Regions from separate parts of the Mus musculus genome. Here regions 2 and 3 are each linked to region 1. Evidence: chromatin contacts called from public HiCAR-type and promoter capture Hi-C data. All regions are on one chromosome and are shown on one strand. The core of a region is the stretch at or near the end of the contact, and the rest is flanking DNA. Distances in the headings are between cores, read along the strand shown.

Evidence for each region. Promoter capture Hi-C pulls out the DNA fragments that hold promoters and counts their contacts. HiCAR-type assays count read pairs that join an accessible place to other places.
Region 2: a HiCAR-type map of astrocytes shows a contact between it and region 1, with 3 times the contacts expected there. The contact joins the promoter of Caps2 here to the promoter of Nap1l1 in region 1. A contact is called at or near these places in 2 of 39 promoter capture datasets (cranial neural crest and embryonic stem cells), 1 of 115 datasets of contacts at active chromatin or transcription factors (astrocytes) and 1 of 9 other capture datasets (liver).
Region 3: a contact with region 1 is called in a promoter capture Hi-C map of second pharyngeal arch cranial neural crest. The contact joins the promoter of Glipr1l1 here to the promoter of Nap1l1 in region 1. A contact is called at or near these places in 2 of 39 promoter capture datasets (cranial neural crest and second pharyngeal arch cranial neural crest) and 1 of 9 other capture datasets (adipose tissue).

Annotation. Positions count from the first base shown.
Region 1 is chr10:111,471,558-111,474,670 of GRCm38.p6, reverse strand. Nap1l1 (nucleosome assembly protein 1-like 1) reads right to left here and starts at 1,444. Exons shown (of 16, transcript NM_015781.5): 1 at 1,320-1,444.
Region 2 is chr10:112,161,937-112,165,049 of GRCm38.p6, reverse strand. It overlaps Caps2 (calcyphosphine 2), which reads right to left and starts at 1,429. Exons shown (of 18, transcript NM_001310675.1): 1 at 1,362-1,429.
Region 3 is chr10:112,058,550-112,061,662 of GRCm38.p6, reverse strand. Glipr1l1 (GLI pathogenesis-related 1 like 1) reads right to left here and starts at 1,474. Exons shown (of 5, transcript NM_027018.1): 1 at 1,156-1,474. The coding sequence starts at 1,353.

The sequences.
Region 1 (3,113 bases), core at 195-2,694:
ACAGCCAGGGCTACACAGAAAAACCCTGTCTGGAAACCACCACCCCCACCCCATCCCGCCCCCCCCAAAAAAATCAAAAAACAAAAAAATGTAAATTTTAGGCACTCCTCTAATCCAAAGTATTCTTTGGATATTAAGTTTGGGAAGGTGTTTTGATGGCGTCTATTTTCAAAAGTGGTAAACTTTATGTTGGCTCTCCTGAAATTAGAGGTGTTGGGAAAGTCTTTAAAACGTTTCTCATTTTGGAATTTAGAGACAGGAGACAGTCTGAAGTAGTTAGCCCTGGAAGATAGCCTGTATGCCTGGTGCATCCTTTTAGTCTGGGAAGCCCTGCCCTCTGGACAGGACCTGTCTCCGCCCTCCCTCCGATGCCACTCCTGAGATCTTTACAGAAATGTGGCGCACTGAGCTTGGTCAGTATATTATTAATGCCTTGTTCCACCCCATGGTCCTTCCACTTCATCCCTAGTGAGAATTCTGGGGGGAGGGAGGGGGTGCTGCCTGAAGGGAAGAACCACGCTGTTGGTCTATTAAACTCGAACCCCACTCCCCACCCCCAACAAGCCAGCCCTTCTTAGTTTTCGTCTCAGAACCATCTGGAGGTTTAAGGAGACTAGGATTAAGTCTCTCCACACAAATATACCCCGGCCACGTTACCCATCGAAGTTCTAACTGTACCTGTGAGACACAAAACAAGATCTTTTGTTAAAAAAAAAAAAAAAAAAAAATAGCTAGGCTGAACGCTTTGCACGTGTTAACCCCTTATAACCCTGGCGGTGGAGGCTGCTCGCCCCTCCATCCTCCCATCCGCTAGCACAGTTCCCTCCAGGAAGACCCAGGGAGCCGGTGAGACCGTGGCGGGACTGGTACTCGTGGCGACCCCTCCTCCTCCTCCAACTCCGACGGAGGTGTCGGGTGGGCCCCGGCAGGGGTCTCCGGCCGCCCGCGGCGCGGTCCCCACGTGCCCCGGCTCCTGCGCGCCGAGGCCGCGCGGCCTGCACAGCCCCTCCCTGCGGGCGGAACTCGCGCGGCCACCGTTCCTTCCATGTCCCCCATCCCCGCGGCCCGCCTCGCCGGGGTTGCCCTCGCGGTGGGCTCCACCGAGGCAGAGGCGGCCGGGCGACCCAGGGCGCCCCGCGGCGTGGCCTCCTCCTCCTCCTCCGCTCTCCCGCGGCCTCGCCGTCCCGCGCGCCCCGCAGCCGCCGGCGCTCCCCGGGGTCCCTCAGGCCGCATGGCCGCTCCGGAGCGCTCACCCCGCGGCCTCAGCCCGACACCTCGCAGGCCCCCGCCACCCGGCCCTCCCGGCCCCCAGCCGTTACCGTTCCAGGAGGCTCGGACGCGGAGCCGGGCGGCGGGAGCTGCGCAGGCAGTGACTCAGGGCGGCGGCAGCGGCGGCGGCGGGAGGAGCAGGAGGCGGCGCCGCGAGCAGATGGCGCTAAAAAAGACCCGAGAGCCCGCCGCTCGCGCTCATATACAATTAGCGTCAGCACGTAGGGCTGCTCCGACGCCCTCCCCCTGGCCTCGGCGTTGCGTAGCAACGGGAGCGGGAGGCGGGCCTGGGCCTTGTTGCCTGGTTACAGAGCCGTCCTTCTTCCCCGGCACCTTAGGCTTCCCGCCTGTGGCGGTCTTGTGCTCGCCATCTCTTCTCCCTTCTACGCTGCGATGGAAATCCCAATCCCACAGCGACGACCCATAGGTCCCGCTCCTGGTTCTCCTTGCCCGCCTGGGTTAGGGACACAGCCTAGTGGCAGGCTTGCAGTATCCTGGCTAGGATTCCCATCCGCATCCAGACCTAATCCCAGCACGCCTCTCCCCTCTCCCCACCCCCTTCTCCTCTGAAACCATTTTCCCACTCTAGCTGAGAACTAACAACTCTTTTCTTGTGACCACCGCGGCAGCGTCTTCGGCTGGTTTTGCTTCTAACTCGGGGCGCCTCTACGCCTTTTAGGGTGTTCCACATCACGTTTACCTGATACACAACCCTTCATCTCTGCTTTAGTTCATTTGATGGAAGTAAAGAGCGTATTTTTGCGTATTACTGCTTTATAATGAAAATAATCAGCATACCAATTTTTCATCTTCCTGAAAAAGTAAATCAACCCTTAAGCTCATGAAATCTTGCAGCTATTTTTCAGTTGACTACAAATCACCTGTTCTGTTAACTATGTTTGGTGCTTTGGGGTTTTGTTTTTTAGGTAGGGCCACAGTGAGGCCCTGCAGGTATCAGATTTTAAATCTTTCAGAGAGTGGCTATGTGCCACAATTTGAGATCGTCAAATCAAACAGCTGTGCTCCAAGTGTGGTCTTTATGGTGGGAGGTTAATCTGTCTATAATACTAAGGCACTGTCTACATTTTACATTCCCATCCTCCCACAAGCCTTCACTGGAGTCTTCCAGACACTACAAGTCGTGAGATAGGGCAACATTGGAAATACAAACAGACAGACAGGAGAATCTGGTTATCTGTTGTGAAATCAGGCATGGAAGAACTTGGCAAAAAGTAGTATGTGCATACAAAAGGCTATGTGCTAGTATTTTAGTGAAAGAATAACTACTCTTTGAGTCCTTTGGATGTAGCTCATTTGGTAAGAGTGCCTGCCTAAGATGCATGAAGGCCCCAGGTTCAAACCACAGCATCACATAGCCCACACATGGCTTCATTTCTGGAGTTGCACCCCTGCAGAGATAGAGGCACAGGGATAAGGAATTTAGGGTCATAGAGAGTTCCAGGTCAGCGCGGAATATTTAAGGCCCTGTAGCAGAAAAAAAAAAAAAATCACTGTTAATTTCCAACAAGATAACTATCAGTATCTGGAATGCACACAAAGGTCTCTGGGGGAAAGTGGAGTGTGGTGTCACACACCAGTTAAGCCAGAACTCTGGAGATAAAGACAGGAGGATTTTCAACTCTACTGCAGCCTGGCTACGTAGTGAGACCCTATCTTAAAGCTAAGCAAAGCTTTTGGACTTGTCAAAGGTTTTTTGGGGGCTTGCTTATTGGTTTGTTTGTTTTTAAAGGAAAGATCCTGGGACATCTATTAGTTTCCCTGAAACTTTAAAATGTCTGTAATTAGCATTAGTCAAGTTGTTCAAGGTCACATGGGAAATCTAG
Region 2 (3,113 bases), core at 180-2,679, 690 kb before region 1:
GCTAAGGTTTTTCAGCATAATTGGGAGGCAGATAATAGTCTGCCTGCCTTCCCTGTACCATGAGCAAACTCTTCTTCATATTCAGTTCTCAAGACAGTATGGATTTTTATACTGTCAGGGTAGACTAACTTAACCGGTGGTGGCACATGCCTCTAATACCAGTAGTCTGAAGGCTGAGAGGCAGGCGAATCCCTGATTTACAGAGTGAGTTCCAGGACATCCAAGGCCACACAGAGAAACCCTGTCTCCAAAACAAAAGAGATAAAACAAACAAACAAACAAAAATCCGACCAACAGTATAATTAGTAATTTTGTATAAATCGTAATAATTATGTAATAGTATATATGTATATAAATTCTGCTTGTTAAATGAAGTCTCTATCTGTCCTCAAAATTTTACATGTTTTTATTTTGACTTTTGGAATGTTAAGCGTACACATGAGGTTCTATCTTCAAAGGAAGGAGCACTCTAACTGTTTTTGCCTAGGAGCTTGGAGCTGGCATGAATGTGCTTCCAAGCCAAAGCCTGGTGGCCTTTGCACTATCTATGTGGCTAGCGACTTTTCTGACACTGCGTCTTCCTCCAGACCCTTATTGTAAATTAATTTTTCTCAGTCAGCCTATGGTGCCCACCCTCATGGACTTTACAAAGAGCTTCAGCATACCCAGGTCTGATCAGTATTTAGCTTACTTATTATTTAGCTTAGTATTTATTTAGTATCTCAACATTTTCGTGTGCTTTGTTGGGGGGGGGAAGGCGGTTACTTTAATCAGCACCAGAATAATTTTCACCAAATTGTGTTGATCAGCAAGAGCTGTTGCTAGGAGGTAGTTACTATTGTTGATTAATGTCTTTGGTGCCTTTAACCACTGAGTCACGAAGGCTTCATTCCCTCCTTGTCTCTTAACAGGGACCACTTCCAACTCCAGCTATTCACTCCTGGTAAGTGTATCCCGAGCTTTGAATTTGTTCATGCAAAGTCAGAACACACATGAAAGGAAAGACATCTGATCCAGTTCATAAACAAGGAAGCGATTAATAAATACAGTTCAGTACTTAAATTCGTGAGGGACAGGGACTGAGTCCACCTTGAGTCCGTGGTGACAATCCACCCAAGGTCTGAAACTGAACACAAAGTCGTTCCTAATTCAATTTAAAGCTTACTTTACAGTACCTGGAGTGCTCCCAAAGGAATCTACTAGCTCCTTTTTCCAGGACTCAGGGCCACACTAGGGAGCAAGGCAAGCTGACTTGACCTAATAGTGTTAGCTCCTTACACCCCAAATCGAAAATAGAAGGACTGGAAGCTGTATAAACCATGGTGATTCCTTCCACCAAGAACTTCCTTCTGAAAGCTTACCCTTGGCAAACTCAGGAGCAGGTCCCAGAAAACACAACAGTCTAGACCAGAGTCTCTGGTTGCTAGGCAACTGGAGTTGGTTCCCTAGGCCTCCTGGCCCTCTCCAACTTCCCCAGTAATAAAAGGGACTTTGACTCCACCTCTGGGCCCGAATCTGTACTCTAATCCTTCCACTCCTCTGGCTGCCTCTACAGTCTGGACAAACACCCCTACACTAGCAGACAAACCCACCTGGAGTCCAAAGGCTTTCTTTCTTTTCTTTCTTTCTTTCTTTTTTTTTTTTTTAAAGTGTAGCCTCCCAGACCAAGAGCTCAAATCTGAGGTGTGATAAACCCTGGCCTGGACTACAGTAGGGGACTCATGCACAGCAGGCTTCTCCTGCACCAGGAGACCAGCAAAACCCGGCAAGGATCACAGTGGATCATTCATTTAGTGGAATTCCTTTGAACATTATTTCACAGAGCAACTACCATTATGTCCAGAGTCCAATTTGATATTCGAGGAGAAAACAACCATAAAAATATCCTGTATCCCAGACTATCACCAATTTTCCCACCAAAATCTTACCTATGTTTGCAACATCTTTGGGTCTCAACTACCTGTCCATAAAGGGACAATGTTAGCTTGAGTAGTTGTACAACTCTACGCCAATAACAATAAGTGGTATCTTTCAATGCAATCTCAGATCTGCAAATATTTTGAGGCTTAAGATTCTAAAATTTTAATATCTTTTGAAAAATCAACTTTCTCCAAAACAGGCACATTTTAAACAGTTTCACATTCAAATTTCAAATATATTTTGTGGGTTTTAAAACTGTAAACTCTTTGCAACCCCATAGGAAGAACTACAATATCAACCAACCAGACACCCCCAAAGCTCCCAAGGACTAAACTACCAACCAAGGAGTACACATGGAGGGGTCCATGGCTCCAGTTGCATATGTAGCAGAGGATGGCCTTGTAAGGCATCAGTGAGAGTGGAGGCCCTTGGTCCAGTGGAGGCTTGATGATTCAATGTAGGGGAAAGCTAGGGCCCTGAGGCGAGAGAGGGTAGGTGGGTCAGTGCAGGAGCACCCTCATAGAGGCAGGAGGAGAGGGTAAGGGATAGGAGGTTTGTGGAGGGGAAATTAAGAAGGGGGGTAACATTTGTAATGTAAATAAATAAAATAACCAAATTTTTTAAAAAAAGGAACTCTGGGGTGGGGACACAGCTCAGGTGCCTGGCATGGTTAAGGAAGATGATTTGACCCCTGACAACTTCAAAAAGTTAATATGATGATCAATCCCAGCACTCAGGAGGTTGAGGCAGGAGGCTGCGAAGTCTAAGATGATTCGCAGCTATGTAATAAGTTGAAGGGCAACAGGCTGAGCTACATGAGACCTTGTCACAAAAGAAAGAAAGAAAAAAAAACATAAAACTTATTAGGACCTGCCTGCTTGCTCCTCTCCCGCAATGCTGGGGTTAGAGGTGAGCATATGTATTATACATGGAGTTGATGGGGGTGCTGGGGATTCAAACTCAGGCTGTAGACTCTCACCCCCTGAGCTGCCTGCATCCACTACATTTTCCTTTGAAGTTTATGTTTTACTTTCAACATTTATTTGCATAGTGTTCCCTGCATTCAGAATATGCTGAGCCCATGGAATCTGCTAATACACCAAAGATTAGAAGTAAGGCACAGAAGCCTGTCTATCGCTGCCTCTTATGTCACAGACAGAATCCAAAATGTTTATTAGGCCTTGCAAATAAGA
Region 3 (3,113 bases), core at 225-2,724, 590 kb before region 1:
CCAATGTCCTCAACCTTGGCAGCTGCCTCCCACCTCAAAGTAATGTCACAGTCAAGCCTGCAACTTGTGAGACGCGTTCTCTAAAGTGTCTCCCAAGCCTTTTATGCCTTAAGTAGTAAAGATTTCGACAGATCATTAACACCTATGAGAAGGACACCCCTTTAGAGCACAGGAGCGAATTCCAGGAATATAACAGACTTGCATTGCTTCTCGGTGATATGAGATGTAGGATCCACCCCATAATCAGCATCCAAACGCTGACACCATTGCATACACTAGCAAGATTTTATCGAAAGGACCCAGAGGTAGCTGTCTCTTGTGAGACTATGCCGGGGCCTAGCAAACACAGAAGTGGATGCTCACAGTCAGCTAATGGATGGATCACAGGGCTCCCAATGGAGGAGCTAGAGAAAGTACCCAAGGAGCTAAAGGGATCTGCAACCCTATAGGTGGATCAACATTATGAACTAACCAGTACCCCGGAGCTCTTGACTCTAGCTGCATATGTATCAAAAGATGGCCTAGTCGGCCATCACTGGAAAGAGAGGCCCATTGGACACACAAACTTTATATGCCCCAGAACAGGGGAACGCCAGGGCCAAAAAGGGGGGGTGGGCGGGTAGGGGAGTGGGGGTGGGTGGGTGGGTATGGGGGACTTTTGGTATAGCATTGGAAATGTAAATGAGCTAAATACCTAATAAAAAATGGAAAGAAAAAAATTAAAACAACGCTTCTGCTCTCTAGCAGTCAGGCCAGGAGTGCTTCAGGCCCCACCAATAATCTGTGATGCTTTGTACAAACATTTTGAACATGATTTGTAAATAAGCCACAATGTCTTACCCTAACTGGCCTTTCTCGAGAACGACAGATGGAGCTGCAATGCCATTTTCCAAATCAGGGAAATCTCTGCATCTTACCTATCCAGATAGACCATGACTATCATATGTCATGCACAATGACCCGTGAGGTTAAAGCAATTAACTTTCAAAATTCCATTGTCATAAAAGGAGTCAAGGGTGATTCTTTCTTTTCTTCTGAGGGGGAAAAATGCATCTACTAACACGTTAAAACGAATTCTTGTCTTGGTAAACCATGTTTCATCTCCCTCCCCTGCATAAACTCATTGTTCTGAACATAATTCCTTTTCTTTCTCACCAGTTGATTCATATCAGCTGCCGGGGGCTGGACCTTGCGTCGCAGTTCATTGTGGATGTTGAGGAATGCATCTATAAATTTCGGATCCGTGATAGTTGGCACCCTAGGAAGATCTTTGCCGAATGCCTTGGGCAGTCTGCTGGCTATCAAATACAGAACTAATGTCCATAAAAAATTAAGTTTCTTCTTCAGGGCCATGGAAGGATGTCGTGGATACCCCTAGTGAATGTGCAAGAACAGAGATTACACTTTAAACTGGCTCTGTCTTCCCATTAGCCTGGGGAATGTGTTCAAGGCAGCCAGTGTTGCCATGGAGACTGAAGCATGGCACGTTCTGAGCAGCTAAGCCTTAAATTCTGAGGAAAGCCTGAGGCGCCCTCTGGTGCATGGTTCGAAGTACCCAACTAGCTTTCTGAAGAGCCAACCCAGACTCACTGTGGAGAGTGCTTGGACTGGGAAAAGACTGATTGTGAAAACACTACAGGGTTCTGACAATGGGGCTGGCCTGTGCTAACAGAAGAGTTTGTTGTATGTATTGTCGCAGACGATTTAGTCGCTGCGCTCAGTGAACAGAGGCAGGAGCAATAGGCTCTCTGTAAGTGTGAGTTTGAGGCCAGCCTGATCTTCATAGCAGATTCCAGGCTAGGCAAGAGTTGAGACCCTGTCAGGCTACAGGGAGAGAAATGCAAATAACTTATGAGTTTCTTAGACTCTGTTTTCCATGTCTAGCTTTTAAAAATTTATTTAAAATAAACTGCATCTTATTTTGTCTCTTCCTCCAGATAATGGGAACATGGAAGAGGCAATTGGCGAACTCTGGGGCATCCTGTGGTTTTTCAATTACTCCCTTGTCAAACATCCAGGAATTCCCTTCTCAGTGACTACCTAGGAAAGTAAAAATGCTATAGGCATGTGGAAAATTAGAGCCAAGTAGTTTTCTTCTAGTCAAAATCTTTCTTTGGGATAATTTAGAATCTGTGCCCTGTGCGATGACTAGCAGATTCCAGATCATTTTTATTGTAAGGACTAGGACTATGCACTGAGTATGTTGCTTGCTCACCCTATTGAAAATGAAGTGTAAGTCAACTTCATTTGGTTTAATGCTTTAAATCTGTCAGTTATTCTCTAGTAAACCCCACGTTACCTCTAACGTCTAGTGATATTTTCAGTATTTATAGATGAATATATTTCATACTCAGGTTGTTTAATTTAATGTTTAGGTTATTACAGTGCCATTTAATTCAGGCTAACACATTAAGACCTACCCTGTGTTCTTCCCTAGACAATTTACCACACAAACAAAGCAATCAAAAACTTATTTTGATGAAACTAGTTACCAAATTAAGATATTAAGTAAAAATGAACGAGGAAACACATGAACACAACCAACAAGAACAAATCCAAGTATCCTAACAGAATCGCTACAGAGATAGAAAGGACATGTTGGTGGTCTATTATCAGCTGATGGGGGCTTGCTACGTGTACTGCTGTGGTGTCGCACGCATAGGCAAACTGAGTTTCTTATACTCCATACTCCAATATAAATATAGATATGCACATTCTTACATATCCAGCCAGACATATAGGACCATACCCATTCCTGTGTATATATCTCCACGCCTCATCATTATGTAATCTGACCATAGCTGACACCCAGGTCACATTTGGGTATCCTTTCTTCATTCAGAGGTATCTACCAGGTTGACAAGGGTGCTCCCCAGAGGCATCTATCAGGGTGACTCCTTGCTTAGTCTCTTGTGCTCCTTGCTACCTTCACAGAATGTGCTTTTAAATCTTTCGTCATGTTCCTGCAGTTCCTACCTGAAGGCCCCGTTTTTCTCATTGGCTCAATTGCTAATTAAATTGATGTCCTTTTCCCTAGGACCTGCCCCCCAGGCTGTGCCCTTCACATCAAAGGTGACTCTCCCTTCTTTACTGATTTTTCTCTAAATCTAAAA